Regions from separate parts of the Capra hircus genome. Here region 1 is linked to region 2. The links are chromatin contacts, called in public Hi-C maps. All regions are on one chromosome and are shown on one strand. Each heading gives the region's core, a stretch centred on a gene start, on an enhancer-like site or on the middle of the called end of the contact. The rest is flanking DNA. Distances are from core to core; before and after follow the strand shown.

Region 1 (3,369 bases), core at 396-2,895, 52 kb before region 2:
GTGTGGCTTACGAGCCGAGGTTGCAACACTCCTCCCATTTTGAGAGGTTGGCGCCTTTGATGGATGACCCTCATTTATAGAGAAATCTCCTCCTGATTTTCTTTCCCTTGCATGTCTGGCTAGGTGTTCTGACCTGTTGGGAATTGTCCCAACAGTCAGTTTTATGTGGTGTGTGTCATGACTGAGGATGGCTGGCTAGCTCTTTGCAGGGTGACTTTTGGGAATCAATTAAATAAAGCATGTTCTAGAAGCAACTGGCATCTCCAGCCGCTTCTTGGTTTCCAATTTTAATAAAAGGTCTTTTTGGAATCATGAAGGTGGAATGAAGGTGATCCACTTCCTGGAAAACGGTGGTCTTGGTTAGTGAGTAAAGGAAAATGTAGGACCTCCTGGAATTCTGGGGCCAGTGTTAGAATTTTGCAAGTCAGAGTAAACATGGGTGTGTGCTTCTGTTCAGAATCCTGTGTTAGGGTGCCTCAAAGATCTTCTAATTGTGATATTGATAACTTTTTGTTTGGTCTGTATGAGACTTACCCACGTTGCCTTAGGGGTGCTTTTAGAAGGTTGATGAAAATGCTCCTCTCCAAACTAAGTGGTTGTACCATGGTGTTGTTATGCCTTCGACAAGTCTCTGGGTACCTGTGCTGGGAGAGGCTGGAAGGGCTAGACAGAGGATGAGTACAGACTCTGCCAGAAAGAGTCCTTTCCAGCTTAAGAGCTTCACAAAACGTGGTTCCATAAAGGTGTTTGAGACAACAGAGCTTTTTGAGGATTTTTATAAGACAGCCTGTCATTCTGGGCGATGATGAGGGTCAGCTAGTGGTGGCTGTTGTTGGGTCTGGCCAGCCTGACAGGGTCTGGGCCTGGTTCAAAGAGGTGGGCAGGCTGGGCTGCCCGGGTGGGTGGTCAGTGCCTGGGGAGCAGGAAGAGGACGTTGGGAGGGAGACAAGGCCCAGTCTGAGGCCTGCTGCCCTTCCCCACAGCCCCCACCCAGCTCAGGCTAGACCAGCAGCAGAGCCGCAGAGGAATCTGAACAAAAGGTGTCCGGAGACAGCTGCCGATGGGAAGCAGGTCCCAGCTCCCCTTTGTGGTCAGAATTGCCTGTGGAGAAGAAACTCGAGAGAATGGGAGCTGGAGGCGGGCTCTTTGTGCTTGATCTGCGCATCACTCGGACACTTTTCTGGCTCCGCTGCCCAGTTTTCTTATCTGTAAAATGGGCTGTTGGGTTAGATTCCAAGAGTCCTTCCACCTTGGGCTTCTCTTGTAAAGGTAACTCGTCCTGGCGGCATTTATGTAGGCTGTGCTTGGAGGGTCCAGGAGCCTTTTCTTAACCTGGGAGGATGTGGCAGGTCGTGTTCCCATTTTCAGATGAGGAAACTGAGGCTCCGAGTGCTAATGTCTCCCTGGTCAGAAGTGTAGGATGGGATTGGACCGAATCAAGGCTCTGATTCCAAGGAGCTGCTTCTTTCCTGAACTCTCAGGGCCTGAAAGGGCCCGGAACCCAGTCGTTCTCCAAAAGGGTCCAAACTGGGGACTATCAGCCTGCTCAGGCCCGTCCGTCTGTGTGTGGAGACCCCGCTTCTCATCTTCTTGCCGACCCCCTGGGCGTTCCTGGCCCTTCACCCTATGTCTGGGCTGCCCGAGGTGTGACTGCTCTGGGATCATCACCGTCCCTCTTTCTTATCTGCCCCGCCCCATCCTCTCCCAACAGCAGCCAGGGTGATTTTGGAAAAACACATTCATGGGATCTGTCTGCTCTTGCTGAGTCCCTCCGCTGCCCTTTCAGTGCCCTCAGACTCCAGTTTGCAGTCACTGTGACCGACCTGCCTGGCCTGAGCCCTTCAGCTTCCTTCTCTTTTGTTTACTGTGACGCTCTGTGCACCTGACCTCACTTGAGCTCCCTGCTCCTCCTCCCTGGGGGCCCTTTGCTGGGAGCACGCCACCCTAGGTCCCGCTGACTAGTTTTCTCATCTCAGAGCCGTCTCAGACGTCATCTCCTCAGGGAGGCCTTTGGTGGCCACCCAGCCCACGGAGCCATTCCATCGTTTTCTGATAGGTTTTCAAAATAAACCTAATTTTAGAGCAGTTTTTAGGTTTCTGGATAAGCAGAGTGTTCCCATACTACCTCCTGCCCCCGCCCCCCCGCACACATAGTTACGCACACCATTTCCCCTCTCTTTTTAACACCATATATTGGTCTGGCTCATATGTCACAATTAATGAATTGGTGTGCTTCATTCAGACTTCCTTAGTTTTTTTCCACTAAGATCCCTTGTCTGTTCCAAGACCCCACCCAGGATCCCGCATGGCATTTAAGTAACGTGTCTCCTTTAGAATCCTCTTGGCTGTGACCGTTTGTTAGATCTTCCTTGTTTTCAATGGCTTTGCTAGTTTGGCGGTATTTTGTAGGATGAGCCTCATTTGGGGGTAATAATTTTCTCATAGTTGGACTGGAGTAGACTGGAATTACGGGTTTCTGAGAGGAAGGCTTTAAAAGTGCCGTTTTCATCACGTCATATCAAGGGTATGTATTGTGAATATAGTTCACCTCTGGTGCTGTTGACCTTGATCACTTGGCGAAGGGGATGTTTGTCAGGTTTTTCCTCTTCCTTTTTGGAAGGAAGTCACAGTGCTCAGCCCACGTTTACAGAGTGGGGAGCCACGTCCCATCTCCTGAAGGCCAGAATATCTACATAAAGTATTTTGTGTTTTTCTGTATGGGAGATTTGTCTTGTTTTCCTCATGTGTTTGTGCAGCCATTTATCTATATCAGCAGGGACTAAACTGTTTTATACTCTGGGTTATAGTTCGGTACTACTTACTTATTTTGTTGCTCAAATTGTTCCAGCTTTGGCCACTGGGAGCATTTTCAGTTGGCTCCTGTGTCCCTTTGACATCATTGTCGATTGATCGGTTGATTGATTGAATACTGTTTTCCTTTCTGCCACTGCAGAAGTGCTCTCGGCATTTCTGAGGATGCTTTAGGCTCGTTTGGGTCTTCCCTGGTTGCTCAGCGTACAGTAGTACGCTGCCTGCACTACTGGAGCCGCAGGTTCCATCCCTGGGTCAGGAAGATCCCTTGGAGAAGGAATTGGCCACCCACCCCGGTATTCTTGACTGGGAAATCCCATGGACAGAGGAGCCTGGTGTGGGGTCTCAAAGAGTCGCACACGACTTAGCGACTAAACCACCACCCCCACATAGGCTCATCTTGTATGTATTTTCTGCCTAGAATTAGCCATTTCCCTAAGGCCCCCTGTTATTTATTGGAGAATGGCTTTAGAAACCAAGATCTGGGTGCTGGATGTCCTCATTGCTACTGAGGGGTCTTTGCTTCTAGGCCCTTTCAGCTGACAGAGTGAAGAAACA
Region 2 (3,141 bases), core at 490-2,989:
TTTTTCTCTTCCTAGAGCAATCCACATCCTTTGGTTTGGGCAAAACTGAAGGGGTTTCCATTCTGGCCTGCGAAAGCTCTGAGGGATAAAGATGGGCAGGTGGATGCCCGTTTCTTTGGACAACACGACAGGTGGGAGTTAAACACGGGCTTCAAATGCGTAGCTCCAAGTGAGCCTTTGATCCTGCCAATGAATGCGAGAAGGGGCGGGGGGCATAGCTATTATTTGATTGTCATGATACCCACCGATGATCTTGTAGTTTAAAAATACTGGCCTGGGCTGTGTTAAACCTGATTGTGCACCGGCTTCCGTTTTTTCAGGTAGGTTGGAAAGGATCTTGCTTTCGTGATTTTGTGGATGCAGCCAGCATGGGCATAGGTTCCACGGCTATTTTAAGCTCTGCTGTTCTTTTTTTGTTGTTTTTTTTCTCCCCCCTGCAGTAAATTAAATCACCGCACAAATTGCTTTTCAAAATAATGCTTTCAGGGATCAAAAACATTTCCCCAGATTGCTGGTAAATGAATCTCCCATCGTTGTGTGGGGTAGTCCCCTCCTGTTCCTTTTTCTGTGGAGCTAAAATGGGAAATTAGAAGGGGTTGCTGTTTTGACAGGTAGGAGCCCTCTCTCCTAGCCTTCCTGCCCTCCCCCTCCTAGCGAATCGAATTATTCTAGCTAGATGTGAATTACTCTAGCTAATAGCGGCTCTCTGCAGAGCGCAGCCCCCCCACCTGCTTCAGAACAACAGGTAGACAGAGATGAGCAGCGGTTAATATCTCCGGCTCTCTTTCAGCAAGTTATGTTGTGATTAAATGAGGCAACCCCCCCCAACTCCCCCCAGAGCCCTAGCAGACAGGCTGGAAAGTGTTTGTGTGTGTGTATATTTAAAAGACATATTTTGAAAATTATACCCACCCATAGAACATACAGAAAATACAGTTTATCATTTGAAACAACAGCAGAATCTGAAATAATTGCTCCTTGTAAAATTTTGCTTGTCATCTTTGGGGGAAGAAAAAAACCAAACGAATTTCAAAGTAATCTGCAAAGTCACTTACCAGGAATCCAAGCAGTGCATTGATAGGAAACAAGATGGAAATTAGTGGAGATGGTTCTGGGATTGATGGCAAGTATTATATTTTGATCTTGACCATTTTTTGTTGGGAAACTTTCTGAAATTCCCTTATTCATTGATTCATTCAAAGAAACATATTTTCAGTGTGTGCTGTGTGCCAGGCCGAGTGCATGCTACTATGGCAGCTGACATTGTTTTAAGTGCCTTTTTTAATAGAAGCTGCTTTTATCCCCATTTCCTTGATAGGAAAACCAAGGCCCAGAATTAGAAAGTAGCTCAGCTGTGTGACTGTGTTGCCTCTCAAGACATAGCCTCCTGGAGGCTTCCTGTCACTAAGTAAATAGGATATCCCTTTCAGTATTTTCTGGGTCTTCTTTAAGAAAAAGAAACCCTTTTCTGAAATCACTTGTAAAATAACTTCATGGAACTTAGGGCACCAATGCAAGACAAAAATGGGAGAGGGTACAACCCCAGTGACTGTGGCTGGTCAGCTCCTGGGGGTGCAGGGTACCGGTCAGATGCGTCTCCCCAGTATCCCTCCAGGTAGGGGCTCATCTTCCACCTCACCAACAGAGTGGAGGCTGGCCCAGTGAAGGGGCCTCAGCTGTTGGGGCCGCCTGGAGCTCCCCGCTGCTCCTCAGAGCCCCATTTTGGTCCCAACTCCTGCCCACTCGGCTGAAAGCTCTGGAGGCCCCGCAGACGCTGGCCCTGGGGGCATTTGGCTCCTGCCCAGCCCTCGTTCTGCCTGGCTGCACCTTTGGCTCCTCGGTCCTCTGCAGAATGACAGCAGTAAGTGGGAGCGGATGAGAAGCGGGTAGTTTCTAGCACTCTGAGGGTGCGGGTGGGTATTTTGAGGGGTTCCGTGTTCATATGCATCGTGACCTAGCATCACCAAGAGCTGTGAGCTGTGGGTAGCCAGCCTGTACCCTGGACTCTGCCCCATGGCCAGGCTTTGTTTCTCCCTGGTGGTTTCCTCTTAAAAAATAGGAAGGAGATGCTCTTAACATTTGGGGAAAAGAGAAGATAGAAAGTTTATATTTTCTACTTTAAAATTTTGGAAGACTTGGTGTTGGGTCCACATTCCCAAGGCACTCTGATAGCACCTGAGTAGGGGGTCCTTGCATTAGACCGGGTGTGAGTTTCCCACCCACTGTCCCCACTAAGTGTTGCTCCCCATGGCTTTGTACCTGACTTGAGTTTATGGTCTATGAAATCCCTGAGGTCTCCTTGGAAATGCTGATTCCTACCAGATTCCCATCTACACACTGGGTTGAGGCTAGGGGCATGAGGTATCGCAAAGGCACACCCCGAATGCTCTTATATCTACTCTTGCCTTCCCCAGAGCATGGTGGTTTTGTTTCCATCTCCTGCCTGCCTTCACTTGGGTGGCTGATTCCAGAAAAGCAGCTCACGTTCTAGTGGATTTCTGCAGAGCACACTAGGATGTGAGGGCTGATGGTAGGAAGATAGAACTAGCCTGAATCAAGAGTTGAAGAGCTCATACCTCAAAGCTAATAGGCTGTTTTCCCATTTTTATCCATGTGAATTATCTCACATTCAGAACGCTTTTTAGGGTTGTGGTTTTCTAGTCCGTTCCTTCTAGTCCCGTGGAGAATCGCATTTTTAAAAGAGAAAAGAAACCTCTTTATGTCTGAGTGCATGAGAGTGAGATTTGGGCAATAATTATCTTCTCGGAGGTGTGGTCTAGGATCCAGACTGTTTTCTTACTCTACCAACCCAGAGGCAGAGGGAATTTATTATTTTTTTAATGGATTAAACTGACTAAGCTATTGAGCCTTTTAATGTAGCTGAGTGTCTTGTTCGCATTCCGTCCTTGTGACAGAACATGGCTGTTAAGAGGATTGTTAATTAACCATTCAAACCAAGTAATTTTTAAAAAATGGAATATGTGTTTAAGAATCTTGGTAATTCCACCAGGATAATTTGGTTTGCGTTAAGGAAAAAAAGAAAAAACACCATTCTGGAAACAACCTAGGTGGCCATCGAGAGATGAATGGATGGAGTAAATGTGGTCTCTGCACACAGTGGATACTGTTCTGTCTTAAGAA

What was found. A called contact is a pair of places that touch in the nucleus more often than the background predicts.
Region 1: a Hi-C map of liver shows a contact between it and region 2, with 2.2 times the contacts expected there. The contact joins two enhancer-like sites. A contact is called at or near these places in 2 of 5 Hi-C or Micro-C datasets (blood and liver).

Annotation. Positions count from the first base shown.
Region 1 is chr13:75,407,132-75,410,500 of ARS1.2, reverse strand. The region is part of intron 3 of ZMYND8 (protein kinase C-binding protein 1); the gene reads left to right. Among named protein-coding and RNA genes, the nearest start is that of ZMYND8, 12 kb to the left of the region's middle. Within about 2 kb of position 1,645, at least 1 of the 5 cell types and tissues checked has an H3K27ac peak or open chromatin away from gene starts, as enhancers often do.
Region 2 is chr13:75,355,614-75,358,754 of ARS1.2, reverse strand. It overlaps ZMYND8 (protein kinase C-binding protein 1), which reads left to right. Exons shown (of 22, transcript XM_018057984.1): 11 at 16-131. Among named protein-coding and RNA genes, the nearest start is that of ZMYND8, 63 kb to the left of the region's middle. Within about 2 kb of position 1,739, at least 1 of the 5 cell types and tissues checked has an H3K27ac peak or open chromatin away from gene starts, as enhancers often do.